4 separate regions of the Rattus norvegicus genome follow, and regions 1, 3 and 4 are each linked to region 2. Evidence: chromatin contacts called from public Hi-C data. All regions are on one chromosome and are shown on one strand. Each heading gives the region's core, a stretch centred on a gene start, on an enhancer-like site or on the middle of the called end of the contact. The rest is flanking DNA. Distances are from core to core; before and after follow the strand shown. Region 1 holds the start of Ulk3 (unc-51 like kinase 3). Region 2 holds the start of Clk3 (CDC-like kinase 3). Region 3 holds the start of Ubl7 (ubiquitin-like 7). Region 4 holds the start of Fam219b (family with sequence similarity 219, member B).

What was found. A called contact is a pair of places that touch in the nucleus more often than the background predicts.
Region 1: a contact with region 2 is called in a Hi-C map of the A7r5 cell line, with 3 times the contacts expected there. The contact joins the promoter of Ulk3 here to the promoter of Clk3 in region 2. A contact is called at or near these places in 3 of 12 Hi-C or Micro-C datasets (the A7r5 cell line, kidney and liver).
Region 3: a Hi-C map of the A7r5 cell line shows a contact between it and region 2, with 3 times the contacts expected there. The contact joins the promoter of Ubl7 here to the promoter of Clk3 in region 2. A contact is called at or near these places in 5 of 12 Hi-C or Micro-C datasets (the A7r5 cell line, Schwann cells, frontal cortex and 2 more) and 1 of 1 datasets of contacts at active chromatin or transcription factors (oligodendrocytes).
Region 4: a Hi-C map of kidney shows a contact between it and region 2, with 2.7 times the contacts expected there. The contact joins the promoter of Fam219b here to the promoter of Clk3 in region 2. A contact is called at or near these places in 6 of 12 Hi-C or Micro-C datasets (Schwann cells, frontal cortex, hepatocytes and 3 more).

What each region holds. Positions count from the first base shown.
Region 1 is chr8:66,886,690-66,890,221 of GRCr8, forward strand. It overlaps Ulk3 (unc-51 like kinase 3), which reads left to right and starts at 2,245. Exons shown (of 16, transcript NM_001271135.1): 1 at 2,245-2,399; 2 at 3,029-3,169; 3 at 3,253-3,373. The coding sequence starts at 2,298. It overlaps Scamp2 (secretory carrier membrane protein 2), which reads left to right. Exons shown (of 9, transcript NM_023955.1): 9 at 83-1,462. The coding sequence ends at 217.
Region 2 is chr8:67,060,284-67,063,697 of GRCr8, forward strand. Clk3 (CDC-like kinase 3) reads right to left here and starts at 1,366. Exons shown (of 13, transcript NM_134340.2): 1 at 1,319-1,366.
Region 3 is chr8:67,215,131-67,218,674 of GRCr8, forward strand. Ubl7 (ubiquitin-like 7) reads left to right here and starts at 2,038. Exons shown (of 11, transcript NM_001413519.1): 1 at 2,038-2,083; 2 at 3,481-3,544. The coding sequence starts at 3,510.
Region 4 is chr8:66,835,825-66,839,348 of GRCr8, forward strand. Fam219b (family with sequence similarity 219, member B) reads left to right here and starts at 1,406. Exons shown (of 5, transcript NM_001401179.1): 1 at 1,406-1,682; 2 at 1,872-1,959; 3 at 2,647-2,724; 4 at 3,086-3,134. The coding sequence starts at 1,469.

The DNA.
Region 1 (3,532 bases), core at 995-3,494, 170 kb before region 2:
GGGTTGCAGTCCTCTCGGGTGCCACTATACCCTGATGGCTAGAATTGCTCTGTGCTCTTCTCACGCCAGCCTCCTTCCCTAGGTCCATGCCTTCTACCGCCGAACAGGAGCCAGCTTCCAGCAGGCTCAGGAAGAATTCTCCCAGGGCATCTTCAGCAGCAGAACCTTCCGCACTGCTGCCTCGTCTGCTGCCCGAGGAACCTTCCAGGGGAATTAGTCTTCCTGACTCTCCTTCCCTCAGCCCTGGCCTCTGTCACCTGCCTTCTGAGCTGCACTTTCCATGGGTGCCTTAGCAGTGGCTGTGCCCAGCACAGACCAGGCAGGGATTCGTCTTGTCCCTGCACTTTCCTCAGTAGTCAGCTTTCTCTTCTACAGGAGGGAAGGACAGGAAGGGACAAGGACTTTTTTTTTTAACACATGGGAAAAGAAAAAAATAACAAAGCTGTCTTTCCTTTTCTAACGGTGGTTTGGTAGGATTTTGTCTGGAAGCAATGGGCCTGCTTTTCCTGAAAACAAATGGACTCATGGGTATGGGATCATGGGCCAGCCTGGGCTCACTGTACCAGGGATTTCCCACAGGCACTTTGCATTCCTCCCTCTATAGGCTTCATCTGTACTGGGGCCTCCACAGTCTTGCCTTTCATGCTTGGGCTTCATGAGCCTCCCCAGGGCTACACTCTAGGTGAACTGTGTACTGGGTGGGTGCACAGAAGTTTCCCAGATTATCTTCGGGGGTCTTCAGGTGTTCACGATAGTCACGACCCTGTGCCTGCTTCGACTCATGGTGTGACCGCACCTTGTGTCCTCGGGGCCTTCCCTAGCCCCTCTTCAGACTTCTGAATGTATAGTGAGTGGGGTTGGTTGGGACTTGGGGATGGGGAGGGACTGAGGACAAGTCAATCAAGTCCTGCCCAGCCTCTAGCAGTCTTCTGAGAGGGTAGGTGTCTGCTGACCTGTTTGTTGTGGCTTCTCTCCTCCCAAGGGACTCTGCCCCTCCGCCTTACCCTGGCCCCTGCCCATCTTCAGCAATACTCACCTCTTACAACTCTTAGGGTGGTTTGGAGGAAATCAGTCCTGAACTATGTCCTGCAGGCAGGACTGCTGAGCCTTCTTTCTGAGGGTTCTTCCCACACCCTCAGTGGAGTCTAGGTTCCTATCCACTCATCTTGGGGTGCTCCACAGGTGTCACTGCAGTGGCACTTAGGAAGCCACTGTGAGAACCTGGACCCTGTGCTTTGTGAGTGTTGTAAGCACTCGCCAAGCTGGCCAGCCTCCTGCCTCTGGGAACTGGGGCCCTCCTGAGGCTACCCTCATGCTGTCAGCCCATTTAGCCCTAGAGCCACCAAATGGTAATGACAGCCACAAGGGTTTTGTAAACTCTCTGGTATTATTTTCCTCCATGTACAAATGTATATGTCTTGTCTCAATTTTTGTGCTTTAATAAAAAGATTTTCGGACAGCACTGGTCCTGATGTCTCTGGTGGACTTGGGAGGGCTATAGCCTACCAAAGTACAGGCTAAGGGCCTACTAAGATTGCTGAGGTGACAAGATCGATCGTTGGTGGCTGAACTGTGATAGATGACAGGCCACTCAACTCTAGGGCAGAACCCTTTCCAAGAGTGAAAGGTAGAAAGGAGGGCCCTGGCTGTGGCAACTTGACCTCTTCCAAAGGCATTTAAATTTTTTTAGCCAGGCATGTTGGTGCATACCGTTTAGTTCCAGCACTCACTCGAGAGGCAGAGGCCATCAGATCTCTTGAGTTCGAGGCCAGACTGATCTACAAAGTAAGTTCCAAGATAGCCAGGGCTACTCAGAGAAACCCTGTCTTCAAAAACCAAATAAACGAATGAATAAGCGCCTGAGTATGTGTGATGATCAGAGAACTTGCTGGAGTCTGTTCTCTCTCTTCACCCAGTGGGGCGATGGGATTTTCATGTCCACTGCTTCTGGTCTTGAAGGGCAGGGAGAAAGCCTGCTCCTTCTCCAGCCCCCTACGTGGGTGGTCTCTAGGAAGTGGAGTGCTGAGTGTTCCCATGTGATAGTGTCCGAAGTCCTCGACACACCTCTACAACCACTGAAGACTGTCTGAAACCTGCCTGGCAGTCCTTGGCAGAGGGTGTCACCCAGCCCGCGGCAGGCGGGGAGGAGCCTCAGAGGGGAGGTGTCGAGTCGCGCTTCCGGCGGGCAGCACTGGGGCTGTGTGGAGTCCCGCCTTGCCGCCCCTCGAGCGCCCCCAGCTTCGCTGCTGGCCGGAACCTGCACCCCAAACCAGGAAACACCTGGCGGCGGGCGCGGGATGGCTGGGTCCGGCTGGGGTCTCCCTCGGCTGGACGGTTTCATCCTTACCGAGCGCCTGGGCAGTGGCACGTACGCCACGGTGTACAAGGCCTACGCCAAGGTGGGTGTGGGCGGGTTGTGCCCGAAGTGTCCGGGCGCTGGGCACTCGGCTCCTGTGCCAGCCAACTCCCTGCAATCCCGGCTGGGTGACAGGCCAAGCTGTGCAGGAAAGGCGACCACCTTGAGAGCAGTAAGGCCAGCGGCTGCCTGGCACCAGGCGGATGGAGGAGGCGGGAGCTAACCGCCCCTTTTAGGTTTTAAAAAAACCACGCCAGTTTGGTCTGGAGGGGCGGGCGTGACCTAAGGGAACCTCGCTATCAGTGGTTGAAGAACCGGCTCGGCACGGAAGTTGCCTTAGGACTGGGAGGAGTCTAGGGTCAGACTCCCAGGAGGAAGCACCAGTTAGAATGCAGAGTGGCTAGCTCTTTAAATAGTGACACCCACCCCCGCGCCACTCTAGAAAGTGATGCCATAGGTTAGAAGCATGGCATTGGCACTTGCCATGCTGGGGTGGGAAGCCAGGATTCCAGAGATGCCTCATTGATTTGAGAAGTTGAAACTGGGAAATTTGGAGACCCGAGGAGAGTGGACAGACCCAGACAGGGAAAGGTTGCTGAGGGAACCAGAGCCCACTCCAGCCCGTGGGGTCGGCCCCTTCAAGACAGAGACCCCAAATTTCCTGTACCACAGAAGGCTACTCGGGAAGTGGTAGCCATAAAATGCGTGGCCAAGAAAAGTCTCAACAAGGCGTCAGTGGAAAACCTCCTGACTGAGATTGAGATCCTCAAGGGCATTCGGCACCCCCATATCGTGCAGCTGAAAGACTTCCAGGTCTGAGCCTGGGATGGGGTTCCCTCCAAAGGAGGCTGAGGAAGGGACACTGCCTAAAGCTGTCTCTTTACTTTCAACCACAGTGGGACAATGACAATATCTACCTCATCATGGAGTTCTGTGCAGGGGGTGACCTGTCTCGCTTCATCCATACCCGCAGGATTCTGCCTGAGAAGGTGGCCCGTGTTTTCATGCAGCAGTTGGGTAAAAAAGCCTGTGGCACACCCCATGCCCTCTTCTCCCCTATTCCAGAGCTTTGCAGTCTCCCATGTGTGTGTCTCTAGCGTTTGTGGGGAATTCAGACTTCCTCATGGTGAACATGATGTAAGAACCTTGTGGAATCTTCCAGGGCCCAGTAGGTGG
Region 2 (3,414 bases), core at 116-2,615:
CCCACCCCCACCCCCATTATCTTATGGCAGGTGCTCAAGCTATGGTCTGAAAGCAGTATGTCACGTCTCACTAATTGACCCAAAAGACATCCTACTGGCCAGGGCACACATCTTCCCAAAAGGCAAATGGTCCTGCCCATCTTCACCAGGCAGACGGAGCACTCTAAGCAGGAATCCTATCTGGAGAATGTGGTAATGTGATCTAATCTACAGCAGGCCAAAATTTTCCTTCTGAGACCTAGATAGATTCTATGACCACATATGTCTACTTGAGTGGAAAGTCACAGCTTCAGAGTTGAAAGTCAACCTGATCCACAGCACTACCACCTCACTGTTTGCCTTTGGGCAAGTTATTAAACCATTTTGAGCTTCGGCCTCCTCTTGAAACAAGGGAACAATAATCTCTTACAGGCTCCGTAAGAATTAAATATGTCTGCCCTATAAAGTAAAAGCCTAGCACAGGTTTGGGCCACAAGAAGTACTAAAGACAGCCTTTCATTAGCACTGAGAAGATGCCGGCTAACACTCAGGGATATGCTGAATGCCTTAATTTATAATTCCTTCCTTCCAAGAGACCGGGTAGGAAGTTTTGGCAGGAAACCTTGAACTTGATCCCAGTGCTGCCACTTACTGGCCCTGTGGCCTTATACAAGTCACTCTAGACCTCAGTTGTCATGCCTGAAAAATAAAGATAACACCTTTTAGATGGGCAAAGATGGCCAAGTATTTTGGCCATGAAGTACCACACATAGGCAGTAATAGAGATCATCTCCCTTGCAACGCATCCAAGGCAGGTGAAAAATGGGAAATACCAGGTGGCCCACGTCATGCTCCCAGCCAGGTCTTTTGAGCCTATTTCTCGAAAATTCCCTGGTTTCCTGAGACCTCAGCAGAAAAGCTATTTTAAAACTTAAGGACCACAATTATGCTTTGGGAAGCTCTGCTCTGCACAGTAAAGAAAAAGGTAATGTGACCAATGAAACTAAGCTAAAGATGCCAGCTTTTCTCTGAGCACAGGCCTCTCTGGCTTCTCATTTGCTGTTCCTGGCTAGAGAACCGGGCTAACAAGAAGAGCAGCCAGCCAGGTCAGCGGCTGCCCTCCCGGATTCCTGCCACCCAAGCGACCCATGGTTATTTTTGGCTGGCAGTGCCCCACCACTGCAACCTCAAACCTGCCACCTCGCAAGCTGCGGCTGCCACCGGGCAAAACGCTCCTCCTTTTCAAGGGCACGGAGGAGGGAAACTGGAAAGCCGCCAACTCCGCCTTGATGGGGGCTAGACTCAGGCAATTCCCACCCAAGCATCAGGGAGCCCGCACCCGGAACTAAAGCATAGAGGCTCCCGACCGGACCGAGGAGCAGCCTGGACATTTGTACTCCTGGCTTAGTGTGGCCCATTCTCCGGAATGAAGCGGTCCCATCATAACAAAACACCGAGGGGGCCGGTGGCCCGCACTCAAGTCCCTTCCTTCCTCCCGGAACCCAGGGATCTTAGAGTCCCGTTCCCCGTAACCGCCAAGGGAAGACCCGGCGACCAAAGGGATGGCCAGCCTGGGCCAGAATCAAACTCCAGGCGGCGCGCGAAGGAGGTCTGCGGGCTATGCCTCGAGCTCGGGATAGGGAAAGCCTTTTCCAGGATAGCTTAGATCGGACACGACCCCAGCCTGAGGGCCGGCTCGGAGCCCAAAGTGGATCCTCCCAGCCGGCTCCGAGGCAGCTGGAGCTCCGCCTCCAACACCGCGGGAACCAGAAAAGGGGTCTGCAATGACCGCCCTCCGGGAGAGAAGCGGCGGGTCAGGGGTGAGAGGTCGGGACCGCGGCCTGACGTGGGCCGAAGAGGGAAACAGGTACACACCGAGACCCGACCGAGTGCCAAGGTACCCGTACCAGCTTGGCTGTCCCCACTGACTGACCCCAGCTGCCCGGCCGTGGGCCCAGGCCCACACTCACCGTCTCCCAGGCTCCGGCTGCGGCTAGGCCCCACTCCCCACTCCGAGCGCCTCTTCCGCTTCCGGCTCTGGCCTCCGCCCGTGGCAGCACCGCCCCCTCGCGTGACGCAGCCGTCGGCGGCCCGGGCTCGACCCGGCCCAGAGGCCTGGCCGCTCTAGCCGCCAACTCGCAGACTCTGGGGGACTGGCTTGCCCCGCCAGGGTCCGGGCCGCAACGCTGGAGGTCTCTTCCGGGAGGTCCGGGGAGCATCCTCGGGCGGCGGCCTGCCCCTCTCCGTGTAGTGGTGCACGTAGGCCCCCGAGGTCGCATCTGTGCGCGGCCACGACCGCGGTCTGAGGCCAGCTCTAGGCCTAAAGGAGGAACCCACCGGACTGCCAGGCTGGGGCCGCTTCCCCGCCGCGGCCCGGCGATGCTCGCCAGCCTCTTCCTGCGCGAGGAGAGGACCGGCATTGTTCTCCCGGGACCCGGGAGGGCGCTAGAGACGAAGGCGGTCGGTGCGCCCGGGCAGGGGAAGGCGGGCTCGACTCCGCTTGCGCGCAAGAAGCAAACGACACATTCTGCTCTCGGCTTGTGCGGGTTTTTTGAAAGTCTTGGCGCCACGCCCCAGCTTGCTGGAGCTTGAGCAGCCTCCGGGAAGATCCCCACGAGCCTCGGCGGTGGGGTATGACGGAGAAGACGTCCCCTTCCCTTGAACACAGCGTCTTGCTTGTCAATCACCACGGTTGCTGGGTTAGGAAACCCGCGCCACACAAAAGCCCCGTGTCGCGCCGAGCTCCCGCTCTGCCACTCGAATCACTCGGCCAGTCCTTTTGCTGAGGCATCGGACTTGAGGCACCCAGTCTAGACCCCTCCCACCTACTGTCCAACGCTTTGTCGTGACAGGATCATGAGGTCTTATTTTTTCAGAAGAGAATACAAGTCGCGGTCCTTTGGTAGGGCCTCGCTTTGACAGCGTCCCCGCCCCCGCGCGTTGCGCAGCCAAGCGGGCGGGTGCGGCGCCTAATTGCCCCACGCCACGCGATGTCCGCGAGGCTGCGGCGGCCAGCCAGGGCGGGGCATCCCTTTAGGATCTTGCTGACTCAGCGGGGCAGCCAGGGTTTCCCAGGTGCCCCCTCCCTGTAAAGGATGCTCGCCCACCAGGTGCTGTCGCTCCTGACTCCCTCCAGTGCTGAAACTGTCTAGAGACTTTGCCTCTGGTTCTGACATAATGACCCGGCATCTTCATCACCACCCGAGTAAACAACAGTGGCTGAGTTAAAAGGCTGGGTGATTATGTTTGCTAAGGCAAACTCAAACTGATCCCTTAATCACCTTCCAACCACGCAGCATTCAACAGTCTTTAAACTGCTTCTGCCCCTGAGTCTTGTCCCATTGATTTCCAGCCTAGGAGCCAAGACTGAAAAATCCAGGCGTCAGAAGATGCACCTCCCACCTGAGGCCAGGCCCACACTGACAGAATTTCGTT
Region 3 (3,544 bases), core at 788-3,287, 160 kb after region 2:
GTTTCTCAATAGAATTATTGACTACGCCAAATAGTATCTTGAGTGTTTAATGAATGATCATCCAGCACTTTCTTAGTCTGACAAGGATATCAATGTTTCCAAATATGAACTGGCAGAAGGACCTGGTTTTGAACTCTTTCCTTCTTGCCAAACATCTGTCTTTATGTCCAGGCTTCTCCTTCCTTCTCTAGGACCTGACCTTTGCTTGGGAGCATAGTACTTACTTGCTAACTGGGTCCACACAGAACCTGTGTGGTTGATCTTAGCTTACTCCTATATTAATTTGCCCATCCGCAGCATCCTCACATTGCAATACATACAATAAGGCAGCCATATTTGATAAATAGCTTTGGCCTGGATTATTCATTCAAGACATATTTCTTGCTAACCTGCTATGTTTCAGGTAAAGATCACCTATGGAAGGCAAACAAGACCGTCAGGGTCCATTTTTCCATGAAGATTATGATGACAACAAACAAAAGAATCTCACAAGCATTCAGCACCATTTTGAGAACACAAGAAGAGATAGGATTCCTGACATCTCCAGCAAACGGTTAAGACACAGTACTAAACAAAATTTAATGAAATAAAGCGTGGAGCTTAAGTGTCAGTACTCTAGTAGACAGAAAACTGGCTAAGAGGGTGGCCACTTAGGAATTCCTGAAAGAGGGGCTATATTTAAAAGTGGATGCATGGGATAGGGAAGAGGGACTTTGGGAACTGTGAAACTGCCTACCAGCATGCATACTTTATAAGAACAGGAGGGGGTAGTCATGTATGTGTAGTTTGCTTTTTCTGTCAAGCTATCCTACTCAGTTACTCCCCGAGTTCTGTCCTATGGTGGACTGTACAAGGATATAGCTTTTACACCTGTGTACACAGAATCAGTATTCAGCTTTTGTGAACTATCCCCCTAAGATTTATATATGTATTTACACTGTCATTGTCTTCAGACACACCAGAAGAGGGCACCGGATCCCATTACAGATGGCTGTGAGTCACTTGGTTGCTGGAAATTGAATTCAAGACCTTTGGAAGAGCACTTAGTGCTCTTAACCACTGAGCCATCTCTCCAGCCGGAACTTTATTTCTTAAAATTACATTTGTGTGTGTGTGTGTGTGTGTGTGTGTGTGTGGTCAGTTTTGGGGAGTCAGTTCAATCTTTCCACCACGTGGTTCCCAGGGGAACTGAAGTCCTCAGGTGTGAATGCAAGTGCCTTTACCTGCTGCCTTTACCACCTCACCAGTCCCTCAACTTCACAGTTTTAAAGTAGGTTTCTGGTTTTGGTTATCGTTTTCCTTAGTTTTCGAATTAATGTTCTGAGATCAATCAGTACTCTCTTGAGTTTAGCTAATTCTAACTTTTGTGTAAACACAATACAATTTGATCTTGCAGAAGTTTCTCAGTTCAGTCATGTAAAACCAGCAGTGTCTCAGTTCAGTGGAAATTCTCCTCCCCAAACAGATTCTATGAATGACTGTGTTATAAACCCCATTGTTGCATGTTCACGGTGGGCCAGAAACCCGACTTAATCACTCCTCTTACGGACTCAACTTTTGGAGCCCTGGTGCGCTGCCACAAGGTAGGTTCCCTGGGAGAAGGGAGCAAGAAGTACAGGAGACTGACTACGTGGGAGAAGTGCGTCTACATCGAAAGGGCCGCGGGGCTCCTGTCCACTTAGGAACCGGTCCCCCTCGGAGAAGGTCCGCCCTCTGGCCTACGGCCCACCCAAACGCGGGACAACCAACAAGCTTCAAAAATATCCCAGAGAGCGCGGGAATCATCGGACTATTGACTGCTTACGAAAACCCCACACCGAGTTTCCCTACCTCAGCTGGTACATTTTGTCTGACAGAAAACTACAACCTACTTGCTCCTAGGATCTCAAAGTGCTCGAACACACGCCTCCTAGGAACCGGAAGCATTACCACTAGCCACTGGACGGCCATTTATAAGGGGCGGGGCCTCAGTGAAAACTATAGCCCCCAGAATGCAGCGCGGGGCTTCCGGTTTCCGGCAAGAGGACCAGAGTGAGTGTTTACACCGGCGGCTTGCTGCGGCCGGGTTCCTTCCGCGGGACGGGTGAGGGCGCTGGGCCCCCTGGGCGCGCGGGGCTCTCGTGGGTCCGGAGTAGCTAACTGGTCCCACGAGAGAGGTGGGGTTGTCAACACTGTCCCTACTCACGACTAGGTATCTGTGACCTTGGGCCAAGTGACTTCAGCTTTCTGAGTCTTGATTCCTGATCTGTAAAATAAGGATAGTGATGCCAGTTTCAGGGGACAGTTACGAGGATCGAGATCGGTATACAAAAAGTCCAACTCTTTCCTCGCTTTAAACCTGTAGATGGATAGTACCTTGAAGTTGGCTGGGTCGCATCACAGCTTTTTCTTAGTCTTGTCTCTACCGCAAGAGACCTCTTCGGAAGAAATGGTGTCTATAACAAGGACTTGCTTTGTGATGCAAGGCTCTTGCACTCTTTTGAGTTATTAGATTTATTTTTGTGGGCATTCATATATGCCAGGCTTGGAACAGTGAATTAGAAAAGCTCTAGTCGGGGCTGGGGATTTAGCTCAGTGGTAGAGCGCTTACCTAGGAAGCGCAAGGCCCTGGGTTCGGTCCCCAGCTCCGAAAAAAAAGAACCAAAAAAAAAAAAAAAAAAGAAAAGCTCTAGTCTTGGCTTTCAAGGCTTTCAAGAAAGGGGGCGGAGGCGGGGGCGGGTCACAGGTGTGAGGGAAGCAGTGAGAAATTGCGAAGTAAATACGGTTTATAAGGAAAAAGGAGCGAAGAGAAGATAGCTTTTTAAGGCTGGCATCTGGTAATGAAGCTGGCTGACTTGTCCTCAAATCTGTTGATTTGTGTTGCTCTCTTACCTTGAGGGAAGAGGGAATGTGTGACCAAGAGAGGAAATATATGGGACAACTTTGTTATAAAGTATACTTACCTGTGTTGTTATAAAGGGGCAGGGCTGGGTCTGTTGAAGAAAGCTGGTAGGAGTAAGAATAAATGGTTTTGTAATCCAGGCTGTGGAGTTAACCTGATCATAGAGGTGTTTTGGAATCAATGAAGGCGGTCTAAGCTTCTAAGTTAGATCTGTGTTTTAACAATATGGCATTGGGTGGCGCTATAGATCTCTGATAGCGGGAGGCAAGAGAGGCAAGGGCTCCTTAAAGCATTGTAATAGCTAAATCAAAAGGTGAAGAACACCAGAAATCAGTGGGTAAAAGGGATAGGGTTGGATGATCTTGTTTGACCCTCACAACATTCCTATCCAATTGGTTGGCCTTTTGTGCCCACTTTAAAGGTGAAGAAACTGAGGCATAGAGAAATTCCTTGCTGTCCACCACTAGCCTCTTAACATTACACCCGTGCTTCTGTAGCGGTATTGCACTGACATTGTCTTTCCTTTATTCTTTGTCGCAGGGAGAGATGAGTAGGATGGTGGTTTGTCTTTTAACCGTTAATGCCTTACTGTTTTACAGGGAGAAAGAGAGAGCGAGAGAGAGAGAGGATGTCTCTCTCAGACTGGCACTTGGCAGTGAAGCT
Region 4 (3,524 bases), core at 156-2,655, 220 kb before region 2:
TTCCAGGGCTGGAAAGATGACTCAGTGGTTAACAAACAACACTGACTGCTCTTCCGGAGGTCCTGAGTTCAATTCCCAGCATTCCAGATGAAAATTGGAATGGCTCACAACCACCTGCGATGGGTCTGATGCCCTCTCTGGTGTCTGAAGAGAGCTACAGTGTACTCATTCATATACATGAAATAAATCTTTAAAAATAAAAATTCCAACAGCTGGGAATGGTGGTGTTAACCTGCAGTTCCAGTACCTGGGAAACCAAAGCAGGTGAATTGTGCGTTCAAGGCCAGTCTGGGCTACATAGTGAGATTCTGTTTAAAAATAAAACAAGTCTAACAGTTAGTGTAGGGGTGGATTCATTAAGATAGCATAGACTCCATTAAGTTTGATTTTTTTCAAAAGCTTAACCCCAGACGCTTCCCTTTCTCCTATCCAGCATTTTTTGTTTGTCCCTGGGGATTTAGGTTGTACATTATTGACCTTTCCTTCGACAGTGTGTTAGCTGTGGAGCAGCCTCAAGATATTTGGCCGTTTCTACAAGGATCTGGAGCTTATTTCCAGCCAGACATAAACACATCCCTTGGGGGCCAGAAAAGTCAAGAGTTGACACAGCCTTGTGCCCTGCCACACACAGACTCAAGAGCACACTTCCACCCTGCTTTCTAGTGTTCGATTTATTTTTGTTACTGTGGGACCTTCGTTCTTTTAAAAGATGAGGATTTATAAACTCATGAACTCCGGCCTCCACCTCCCAAACCCTGGGTTTACAGGTGTCCACCATCATGCCTAGTTTCCCATTTTACTACCAAAAAGGGGGGTTGGGTGGGAGGAGAGATGGGGGACAGGGGAGAAGGCCTTTTGCATGCCAGGCATGGATTTTACCACTGGGCTATATATCCTTTCAGCCCCAAGGTTGTATTTAAGTGTGGAAATAGGCCTAAAGAGAGCCAGCTGTGGTCAAGGTCTCAGGCAAAAAACTCACAAAAAGAAAAAAACAAAACCCGTGGGATTTGAGTAGTATGTCATGGGTAAATCCTGACCCTCCCAGACCTGTTTTCTAGAGAAGGTCTCTGTAGCCCCTTCGTATGAGCCGGACCCTTCCTGTATCACCCCTAAAGAAACTCCTGCTGCGGCGAAAGAGGCCCACGACGCATCCAAAGAGCACTTGGGTCGGCACACCCCGCCACCCTACTAAATGTCATTTTACTTCGACTATAGACTGAACTGAGATCCTGCACATCAACAGGCTCAGACAGACTTCGAGTTTCAGAGTACCTGAAAAGCAGGACCTGGGCTGGCCAGCTCCTGACGGGTAGGGCGGAACCTTGGTGCTCTCTCCGCAGCAGGACGCCGGAAAGCGCCAAGGGAAGCCTGCGCCTGCGCGTCGCCATCTTTCTAAAGGAGTGTACGTCTTGTCATTTGTTCTTCCCCGCACCGGGCTGGCCACTGGCAAGGCGGGGCGGGGCCGGTCATGGCGACCGGGGAGCTCCGTGGGCATGTGGTGCGGATGTCCACGCAGGGGTCCCAGCCTGGTGCGGCTCCCGACAGCGTGGCAGGAGCTGCGGGGCTGCCCTCCAGACAGAGCGGCGACGCGGCCCTCCGGCTCGGGGAACGCCCGCTCCCCGCCACGGAGAAGCGTGGACCCTACTTGGTGACGCGCGCACCTTCCATTCAGGCTAAGCTGAGTGAGTGCCATGGGCTGCATGAGTGTCTTTGCTCGAGCGGTCTGCTGTGGCCTGGGGTTGGGCCCTAGAGCCTTGTGATCTTGTCCCCAGAAGGGAAGGGATTTAGGTGCAGCCCTCTCCTGCCCCTGAGAGCCTGGAAAGCAGCGGAATGGGGAAGACCGGGCTGACCCAAGACCCTTTAACTTCCAGAGAAACATCGGGACCATGCCAAGGCCGTCCTACGGAGAAAGGGCATGCTGGGTGCCTTGACGAACCGCCCCGATTCTTCAGGGAAAAGGTCTCAGTGGGCATTACTTCCTCTGTGTCAGCAGCTTGCAAAGAAGGCCTTATCCCTTCCTGCTTAGGAAACGGGGCGCTGTTTAAGGTTGCGCTAGCTAGCTTATCTGCTGGCACCTTAAGAATGAGAACTAGGAGGGATGGTGGTGGGAGGGAGAGTGAGAACCGGAACTACCTCTACTCTTTTAAAACTGTGCTAGTATCACAAAATAGGCTTTGTAATAGGGGAGTTCCATCAGTGCATAGATAGGATATTCATTAAAGGACGGGATAGTAGCTGGAGTCCCAGGAGCGAAGAGGGAGAACCCATGCAGTGTTTTTTGGAGGTTTTAAAAGCAGAATGGGAAGCTCTTCGAGCTCAGTAAGACCTCACATAGCTGTCTATAACTGTATGTTGAAACTCAAATGTGAAAGGATTTGCCTGGGATCCTCTGGTTAAATAAGGTAGAGATGCTGCTTTACCTGGTTCATGAAATGGAAGCTTTCCTAGGAGCTTTCAGTGTAGCAGAGTGGGCCAGAGAAGAATCTGAGGAGGCAGAGCCAGCTGTATAGAGCTGCAGGTCGGTCGTGGTGGCTGTGATGGGGTAGAAGGGAAGTCCAGAATGGCCCAATCAGTTCTTTCTGTGTAGGGGCTGGGCTCTGGCCTTCCCTGTGAAATGCCTGTGCTTTCTTCCCTATCCCGTCTCAGGTCAGTGAAGTTTAACAGGGGCTATACTGCTCTTAGCCAGAGTCCAGATGAAAACCTGGTGTCCCTTGACTCTGACAGGTGAGTGCTTGCCTAGGAAACAGTCAGGAGTGACTTACTAGCACAGTGGGTTGCTTGATGCCCTTGCCTGCTGCCTAATTCCCCCAAGGCCCTTCACATACATCCCAGAACTGTTCTCTTTGAGCGCTGTCCCTTCAGGGATGGCATGGCTGGAAGAGTTCCTGTCCTGTTGTGCTTGCACTTCTAGTGAGAATGACTGTTTCTGCTGGAATCGTCTGAGGGAACCATTGGTACTCCCTGGGACTCTGGGCTTGAGTTCTCTGGTCTTTGCTTCTCAAGTCTTCAGATCCCTTGCATGTCCTCCTTGCTGTTTGCAGCTGTGCTACATGTCCCTGAACTGATTGTCTTCCTCTTCTCCTAGTGATGGGGAGCTGGAATCCAGATACTCCTCCGGGTATTCCTCTGCAGAGGCAAGTCCAGAGCGCCTGCTGTACAGCATCAGGCTGCAGGCAGCGTCACCACCACTGCCACAATGTCTGGTGCCTGCTGTGTGCACAGCTCGATTCCACTCTGCTCTCTAGTCTGCCACTATGCCCTCTTCCCTAAGCAGAGATAACAGGCATCTTAGGATGGCTGTTGAAATTCAGGAGACTGTATCTCCTCAGGGCTAGAAGTGATCTCAGAAGCCCATAACCTAGCAATCCTCTTGATAAGTTCCAGCTAAGTGTTTATAAACTGTGCTGGAGTGTTCTTGTGATTTAAGAAGCATTTCTTAGATGCTTGCTGCCCTTTCCCAACAAACATACAACTCCTTCTTTGGGTAGTTTCCAGGTCTTGTTTCTTGCGGCCTGGACCCACTG